Regions from separate parts of the Mus musculus genome. Here region 1 is linked to region 2. A link is a contact called in public Hi-C data. All regions are on one chromosome and are shown on one strand. The core of a region is the stretch at or near the end of the contact, and the rest is flanking DNA. Distances in the headings are between cores, read along the strand shown. Region 1 overlaps Fbxw8 (F-box and WD-40 domain protein 8). Region 2 overlaps Ksr2 (kinase suppressor of ras 2).

The links. Hi-C and Micro-C count contacts between places; a contact is called where the count stands out from the background.
Region 1: a contact with region 2 is called in a Hi-C map of the CH12 cell line, with 4 times the contacts expected there. The contact joins two enhancer-like sites. A contact is called at or near these places in 4 of 39 promoter capture datasets (hippocampal neurons, pre-B cells, second pharyngeal arch cranial neural crest and 1 more), 2 of 15 datasets of contacts at CTCF or cohesin (large pre-B cells and pro-B cells), 37 of 484 Hi-C or Micro-C datasets (the 63-12 cell line, the C2C12 cell line, CD4 T cells and 26 more), 5 of 115 datasets of contacts at active chromatin or transcription factors (T-cell acute lymphoblastic leukemia, astrocytes, embryonic basal ganglia and 2 more) and 1 of 9 other capture datasets (embryonic stem cells).

The regions. Positions count from the first base shown.
Region 1 is chr5:118,080,903-118,085,237 of GRCm38.p6, forward strand. The region is part of intron 7 of Fbxw8 (F-box and WD-40 domain protein 8); the gene reads right to left. Among named protein-coding and RNA genes, the nearest start is that of Gm30466, 13 kb to the left of the region's middle. Within about 2 kb of position 1,254, at least 108 of the 459 cell types and tissues checked have an H3K27ac peak or open chromatin away from gene starts, as enhancers often do. A contact at or near this core is called in CD8 T cells, the CH12 cell line, Th1 cells and 1 more, where this site is marked.
Region 2 is chr5:117,508,146-117,512,308 of GRCm38.p6, forward strand. All of the region lies in intron 3 of Ksr2 (kinase suppressor of ras 2), which reads left to right. Among named protein-coding and RNA genes, the nearest start is that of Gm42013, 26 kb to the left of the region's middle. Within about 2 kb of position 2,031, at least 39 of the 459 cell types and tissues checked have an H3K27ac peak or open chromatin away from gene starts, as enhancers often do. A contact at or near this core is called in CD8 T cells, the CH12 cell line, Th1 cells and 1 more, where this site is marked.

The DNA.
Region 1 (4,335 bases), core at 4-2,503, 570 kb after region 2:
AATGCAGTGTCTTAGCAGCTGATGTCTCAAGCAGGAGGAGGGCCTTAGTATTAGGAAGGAGATGGCCAAAGGTCCAACATCTATAAAGCATCAGCGACTCCTCTAGGTGAGGTGGCCTGCATCTTCTACATGTGATCAGGTCTGTTGAGGGTGCCTAGAGGTTATGGCTTTCCAGACAAATCATGATGGAAGTGCCAGAAGGTAGCTACTACCCTCACAATGGGGTCAGCTGATTTCCTCTCCACTCTGAGAAATCAGGATTCTTCTAACCCTGGGACTGACATCACCCATCTGTAAGTATGAACCACCAACAAACAGAGATGCCTATGAAGAGCTTTGGAGCTCTGCTGACAGAACTGGGGTTGTGTTCTGATGAACAAGGAATACAACTCTGACTTTAATTTTACCCAAACTTCAGAGGGTGACTGGATCCCCTCCTTGGAGCCTCAGCTGCTTCACCAGCATGGTCAGCAGTAAGAACCTTTTGAAGCGAAGAGAATTTGCCTGCTTCCCTTTAAACAAGGGGTGTCCTGAAAGGGGATGGAAGGCATTCCAAAGACACAGAGGGAGGGAAGGCCTGACCCAAGGACTGCAGACACACTTACCCCCTCCCTCCCTTCCATCACCACCAAATACACTCTGCTCTCTGGGGGAAAGGCTCAGGCAGAAGCCAGCTCTGAACAGAGCAAGCCAGCCTCACGCTCTGCATCTGCACCCAGTCAAGTGTGTTCTGCTCTCTCCACCACCACACACCTCACACGTGTGCTGCATCTGGTGTTCCCAAGTGCCACCCTGAACTGTGTCATCTGCTTGCCGCTCTCCAACACTGAGAGGAAAACAGTCCCAAGACTGTCTGGAATGCCAGGTGCAGCTTTGTTACCCGCACTTACACAGTGGAGCGCTTCCTTCACTGGGGAGGGGGAGGTGCTGTATGGTCCCTGGAGCAGAAATGCTGCTGCCCACCTTGGATGCAACGCTCAGCATGACCAGCGCGTACCAGATGCCATGGTCCTTATGTGGGCCTGCATCTGGCTAGGTGCATGCTTTTATATTTAGTGATAATTGGTTCAGACCAGGGACCAAGCAAACCTAGAGTTCACTCCAGTTCAGGCCTTTCCTTTACTGCTTAACACTTCCTTCCACCCCCCCTCCCCGCCCCCCCAGGTGACCTGCGGTTTATACAAGAGCCTCTTCATCCTGCCTAGGCAGAAGCCCCAGAGTACAGCAGCCCTGTGGGTTCTCTTGCTATCTGATGAGGCGGCAGGCCGGTATGCCTGGTAGAAAACTTCTCAAAGTGCAACTCAAGTCGGCTCCAGACGGCCCTTTGCACACTCTATTTACCACAAGGGAAGTGGTACAACCCACAGGAGCCCAAAATGAAGAGAGCACTGAGATTACAAAGGAGTCTGGGAGCCTGCCAGGGGCTGCTCTGGGGACCCCTGACCATGTCAGGTAGGGACCCAGTGTTTGTCAGCACAGAGGACATGACAACTGAGATCTTTGCATAAAGCTGTCTGTGGACCTTACATAGCTGGTGGGGTGAAGGTGAGCCCTGCCCTGGTGCAGCCCAGCTCAGCCCAGCTCAGGAGCACAATGCTCCCACACCACCTGCAGCCACCCAGACCTCTGTGGTACTGAAAACCAATACCAGCTGTGACAATAAACACAGAAAGAAGCAGGGACGGGCTTCTGAAGCAGTGACAGTTTCAGGTTAAGGACAGAGTTGGCTGCGTCCAGCCTGGAGTCGGCTTGTGCAGTCACCTACTGTGCGGCAGGGCAGGCAGCAGCAAACTGAGTACATTTAAGAAAGTGAACTCAGAATTTCTAAGATTCACAGTTGATGGATGAGTTAAGCAAAGCTGAGGGCAACCCAAGAAGACCCCATGAGCTAGAAGCTGGATCTGAGCAGTTCCTCAGAACACACTGCAGACACGGACGGGGCTGAGGCCTGACTACTACGTTGGTCCAACACACATCTAACCTGAGCTCCACAGAGCGAACAGAGAAGCTTTCAACAGACACTGAGTGCTTGCAATGAACACAAACCCACACACAGATGCTGAAGTGAAAGCATAGAACATAAGACAAGTGCTGGTCTTAGAGGTTCCGCCCTGTTTCTGACACAGGGCTCTGTTGGTCCGAGGCTGGCTCGGAGCTGGAGGACGGGGCGTTCCAACAGAAAAGGGAGATGAGTCCTCAGAGGGTGAGCAGTCACAGCCACAGCCACCTTTGTTTGCACCAGCATCAGTGGATGTCAAAGCCAGCAGTATCTTCACGGGACTGAGCAAACACTGTCAACATAGAACCCCAGCAATCTAGCCAGGCTGTCCTCAAGAGGGCCAGCGAAAAGAGGGCGTTTCAGTTAGAACGGCAGCCTGGGCCTCACTGGCAAAGTGAATGAACTGAAAATCACTCCAGCCAAAGTCTGAGCGGTTGGGAGAAGAGACTCAAGGAACTGCAGAGAAAGAACACACTGGCCCCACACAGCGGGGCGTCAGCAGGAACAGAACAACTCCAGCTCCTATTCCAGTGCAATGGCAAAAGGGAAGGAAATGTCCCAGACCCACCAGATGCCAGCCACACAGGGTAAACATGGGCTACTTCTCTGGATTCCAGAGCAGTGCCTGGCTGTGCACCAAATGAAGTAGATGAAGCGTGCGGTCCCCACACACTGTCTGGCCATGGTCACGAGGGACACTGTTTCAGAGAGACAGGTTTAAATAAATAAAATAAAATAAAATAGAAGAAGAGGAAGAGGAAGGGGGAGAGGGAGGGGGAGGGAGGAGGGAGAGGGAGAGGGGGAGGGAGGGGGAGAGGGAGAGGGAGAAGGAGAAGGAGGAGAAGAATTATTATTATTATTTCTGCTAAAGATGCCTGCTCTAGAAGGGAAATTCAGGACAAAAAAAAAAAAAAAGAAAGACAGGCTTTGAGTGTGACCATGAACACACGGTTCTACCCCACGGTGCAGCTCTGCAAAGACGGCCACCAACACTCATTTTTGTAAACAGAAAAGACAGGAAGGGAAAGAATAACAACTGATACATTTCACCACAAAGCAAGGTGCGCAGGCTGCTCACACACACATGCAGGCTGCTCACACACACGGCTAAGTGAGTGGTCCGGGGAATTCACAGATGAGCTCAGATTTAAAACAAAGGATGAGGAAGATGGACAACTGGGGAGGGCAAGGAGGCTGGGGAAAAAGTAAATCACATACAAAACAGCCGATAAAAAATAAAAAAGCAGTTAATACACATGAATAATGGATGTCTGATTTAAAAGCAGTTTACTCTGATATGATGTAATTTTTTGACAAGCAGCCAGAGAGACGATTTTAAGTCCTTGCCAGAGATAAGTCATAGCGTGAGGCCTGGCGCAGCCATGTCTGTGAACATGTGGAGAATGACTTTCACCACCGGCTCCGAGGTGACTTAACTGTTGGCAAACAGAAGCTGCCTCTCAGGTGCCCCAGCAGCCCCCTGCCTGAGGCAGCGCTTGAAGAGATGGCTCCCTGACATGAGCACAGCCCCCTGAAAACAGCCCCCCAACAGCTTCCATGACAGGCTCTGGCACTGTCCGCACTCCCTCACACAAAGGAGAAGCAGCCTGGCTGCTCTTGGGCCTAAGTTTTAATTGGAGTGACAAACCCACAAGGCCAAGATATTTGAGGGACAGGACGGTGTTGCTGAGTGTCGCCAGGCACTGGGTAGGCAAGGCCTACACACTCCCTACCACGTGCCAATGCACCTGCAACCCTGGTTGTTCCAGGACTGGGCTCTTCCTGGGAAGGCAGTGCCAATCACATAGGCTGTGCCAGGATCAGGGCTTTGTGATGTGGGCAGATGTCTACAAAGGACCACACCGACACCTACTGTGACCCACACCCGAAAGGAACCGAGTGAGCGTATCCTGAGGGGTCCCGTGTGTCTCCTTAGACATGCCCAGGGTGGTGATGGCCTCCTTAGAGCAGTGAGCAGTGGCAGCTTTGGCATAGGGAAGGAAGGTAAGGACATGCTCACCGTGAGCACTGAAGAAAGCAGATTAGTCACCATGCAAACATGCCCAAAGCCTGAGAGCCTGCGTGGTGCGCCTCATCACAGAAAGCAGCACAGACAGTTTCTACACATGCACAGGTATTAAGGACACAGGCCACATGGGCCCATGAGAGAGACAGGGCGTCAGTGCATGCACTTTGTAGGGAGAAATGAAGCTGCAGGCCAGGGACCGCTCTTTAAAGTACAAATGCTAGTGTCTTCAATGGCAGTGACAGAGAGTGGTCAGAGTTCTCATAGCCTGTAAGCAAGCCAGGCATTTACCTAATTACCCTATCTTTTG
Region 2 (4,163 bases), core at 781-3,280:
ACCCACTTGGTGACTCACAACTGCCCGTAACTCCAGTTCCGGGGGTTCTGATGTTTTGTTCTGGCCTCTATAAATGCCTATATGGATACACATATGTATCAGAAACTCAGAGAAAGAAGGGGGTGGGGCATGCGTGCACGTGCACACACACAGTCCAAAATACACATTTTACACCTTTAGTCCCAGCACTTGAGAGGGCGAAGCAGGTGGATCTCTTGAGTTTGAGGCCAGCCTGGTCTACCTAGCAAGTTCAGAATAGCCAGGGCTACCTAGTGAGACTCTGTTTCAAGCCAACTAAACAACAAATCTAATCTTAAGAAAAGAAAAAAAACAAAACAAAACACTAGCGATGTTGGTCATGCTGCTAGATCTACGCCATCTCAGGTCCTTCTGAAGTTCCCATGGCAACAGCTTGCTATTTCCCACTTCTCATGAGTCAGGACTTGGATTCGGAACACCAGTGGCTATGGCTGTTGCTGCTTTGCAAGACCCCCGTGGCACACAGGGCCAAGGTTGGTGCCACTCCTTTTGGGGAATGATGATCACCCCTCTGGTTTCCTTGCCACCAGCCCTTCCTTCTGTGGTACCCGCAGGTAGCTATGTCACAACATTGTGGGCTTTTGCCTATCACTGGGCACCCTCTGTTATCTGCTCCAGGGGGTGTGTGTTAATATCCAGTACACAGTAAGAGTTTAATAAGTGATTTGAATATCCGCTTCCCCTTGCCTGGCCCAGGACAACCCAGCAGGCACTTGAAGCACGTCTCTCTCCAGGGACTGAAGACACACACCTAAGGAGTTAGCCCTGTTTGGCCATGGGTCTCCATTTCCTTTCAAGCCCTAACATATATACTTATAATTACTTGTATGCTTGTGTAGGTGCATGTACAGCACACCCACATCTCTGTGTATGTGGATGCGTACACCCGTGTGGTGCCCAGAGCTCAGAGGAAGGGGCAGGCTATGTGTCTCCCTCACTCCCCACCTGGTCCCTTGAGGCAGGCACTTTTGGAACCTGGGACTCACGAAGCTGGAGCCAGCAAGTCCCAGCTGTCCTTTTGTCTCTGCCCTCCTCAGGGCTGGGCTTCTAGGCATGTGCTGGATGCCTGGTTTGTTATGTGAGAGCCAGGATTTGAACTCTAGATCTCCTAATTCCAGAGAACACTCTGCCCCTAAATCTTGGTGAGCCACGGATTCTGCGGCACCCCGGATGAAGTGTGGGCGTCCCGTCTCAGGCTTGCCCCCTCTGTCCAGAACTCCCTGTCCCTCCCCATTTACATCCTCAGACCCAAAGCTCCTCCACCCCATCCCACCCCAGAGACCCTTTCGGGATCCCACAAACTGAGCTGACTCCTGACCTTTGACCACTAGAACATCCCGCACTTCGGGACTCCGAGGACTGTACCGTAGAGCCCTCCCCACCTCTCCAACTTCCCCTAAACTTTGTAGCAGGACTTTCCGGTTGTAGGCAGGCAACTGCCGCCCTAGGCTCTTGGTCTCTGGCATCCTGACCAGGTTGAATTAATTGATCCACATTGGACAAAGTGCCTGGGAGAGCTGCATGCTGTGCCTGCTGTACATATCCACTAAGGGGCAGCATTGAGCCAGCCACCACGGCTCCTTCCTGTTTTTAACACTCTTGTGCCCTCAAAAATTGTAACTACTTCCCTGAAGCTTCTAAACGCCTCGGGTCTGGCTAATTCCCACCCCCACCCCCACCCCCATTCTCCCCCCCCCCCGCCCCCGCCTTTCCGTGTAGCTAAAAAGTCTAGTCTTAAACTAGTAAGTTGATGCCTTCTCCACCAGACTCCTCCCTCCCAGGGACTGCGAAGCCCCACAGGGTGCAATCTGGACCCTCTGTTTTGTCTCCTCCTGGCTGGATCGTCCCAAGTCTGAAACTGAAGATCACTCACTCATTCAACACAGAGGCCTCTTCAAGGCAGGCTAGCTTAACCCCATGGATCTGGGGTGGATGAAAACCCCAACATTTGATAACTCTCCGGCTGCTGCCACACACCTGGTACGGTTTGCCCTGTGGAGATGTGCGCTGGGTAGTCAGGGGGGAGAATGGTTTTGTTCTGTGTGGGTGAGGACGGAGCTGAGGCAGACTCCGCAGCGCAGCAGCAGCAGCAGCAGCAGCAGCAGCAGCAGCAGCGGCAGCAGAACACGGTGCAGGATGGGGGCATGGATGGCAGGAAGAGTGGAGCAGGCCACAGGGTGGCAGATCTTTGGGATGGGTGGTAGTGGTGATTGTCACATGAACAGGGGACAAGGTGTGCCACCAGCTACTTAGCTGCTTTTTTCTTTCTAATTTCTAGTTCCTTTAGGGTTTTTGTTTGTTTGTTTGTTTTTGTTCTTTTTTTTTTTTTTTTTTTTTTCGAGACAGGGTTTCTCTGTGTAGCCCTGGCTGTCCTGGAACTCACTTTGTAGACCAGGCTGGCCTTGAACTCAGAAATCTGCCTGCCTCTGCCTCCCAAGTGCTGGGATTAAAGGCATGCGTCACCACTGCCCGGCTCCGTTAGGTTTTTAATTTGAATTTTATTTTTTTGTAACAGGGACTTACAGGTTCAGAAGCACTGATCTGAGTGCTTACTCTGTATCTGCTGGGCCTCCAGGGTTGGCAGCCATTCTCAGGGACCGGGGGCTTGTGCAGAGACTTAAAGTGAGTGACTCTTCTGGAAGTTGTGGGGACAAGCAGGCTTCTGTGGTGGTAGGGGGTATGGAGAAAACCCCAGGGCCGCTAAAGACTGGTTGGGCACTAAGTGGTTGGTGCCCATGAGACAGAGGCCACTGCAAAGCGTTCACGCCTGTCAGTCACATGACCTCAGACAGCTGTGCTGGCGACAGCATAGGGGAGCCGCTCAGAGCAGGGTGGGACACTGCACATCCTTCACGGAGCTGGGGGACCGTGCAGAGAGAGAGAGAGAGAGAGGGTTAGAGCAAGGAGCTGCCCCTCCCCGGCCCAGGTCTTTCTTTGCTGGTGTATTTGGTCCTCCCGGCCCCTCCGGGGTATCAGGGGATGGGGGGAGAACAGGAAGCTGGGAACAGGAAGCAGAGAGGCCCTGAAATAGAGCAGCCTCAGATGCTCTGTGGCTTCCTACCAGTTGGGCTTTGAATGGAGCCCCCAGAAGCACCCCCGTCTCCTTTGACTAGAACAAAGCCCGAAGAGTGGTCTTGATTGCTCCATTGTGAGCCTTGCTTCTGACTTGGAGAAGGATGGAGGAAGAGCAGCTCCCCTTCCAAGAGAGGCCTACAGGGACAACCGCGTGTGCCGGCAGGACGCCATGGCCCCCTTCCCAGGGCCTACTCTCAGGGTCCCTCCCATCTGTCCCAGAGGCGCCTCTGTGCCTGTGGCTCAGCCGCTTACCCTGTCACTACCCACGGGACCGCCTCTGCTTTATCAGTGCTGGAGCCAGGGTCACGATGATAGGGAATCTCTGGCCTAGGGACCCATGTTCCTCTAGTGTCTGGTAATGCAGCCCCCTTGTCTCCTCTATCAAGAAGAGTTTCAACTGGAGAAACTCTTCATTTCCACCGACCCACTGCACAGTGGCTAGTGACTACCCTTTTGACCCTATACTTTCTAGAACTTTCCTTGCATCAAAAGAGAGTTTGAGTGTGCTCACGCATGTGTGTGTGTACAGATGCATATGTATGTACGCATGCATGTGAAAGCAGAAGACGACCTCAAAGGCCCTGTGTCACGCGCCACCCGCCTTATTTTGCGACAGGCTCTCTGACTGGGCTGGGATTTCCAACTTGGTTTACCTGAGGTCACAGTGGGTCACGAGGACCTGGTGTTGGGAAGGATGGGGAGGGAACATAGGGCCAGCACCCCCCGGGTCACACTTTCCATTGCCCCAAGGGCAGGTGGCCTCCAGGGTGTGATGGGGACTACTTCACCCTGGCTAACCCCGACCCAGAATAGCGCAGGGTTCTAGAACCTCGCACCCACCATGATCCAGGTGGGAGATGGTTACTCTGGAGCTGGAAGATTGTCCCAGGGGCATTGGCTCACGTGAGAATCACCATCAGGAAGCTTGGCTTTCAGAGCTGAAGGGCAGGGTCTCCATCCCGTGTCCTACACAACTCAGAATCAAAGATGGGAGGAGCTTGCTTTGGGCAAGTCATGTCCGCTCTCTGTTGTTGGGGCACCTTCAGTGC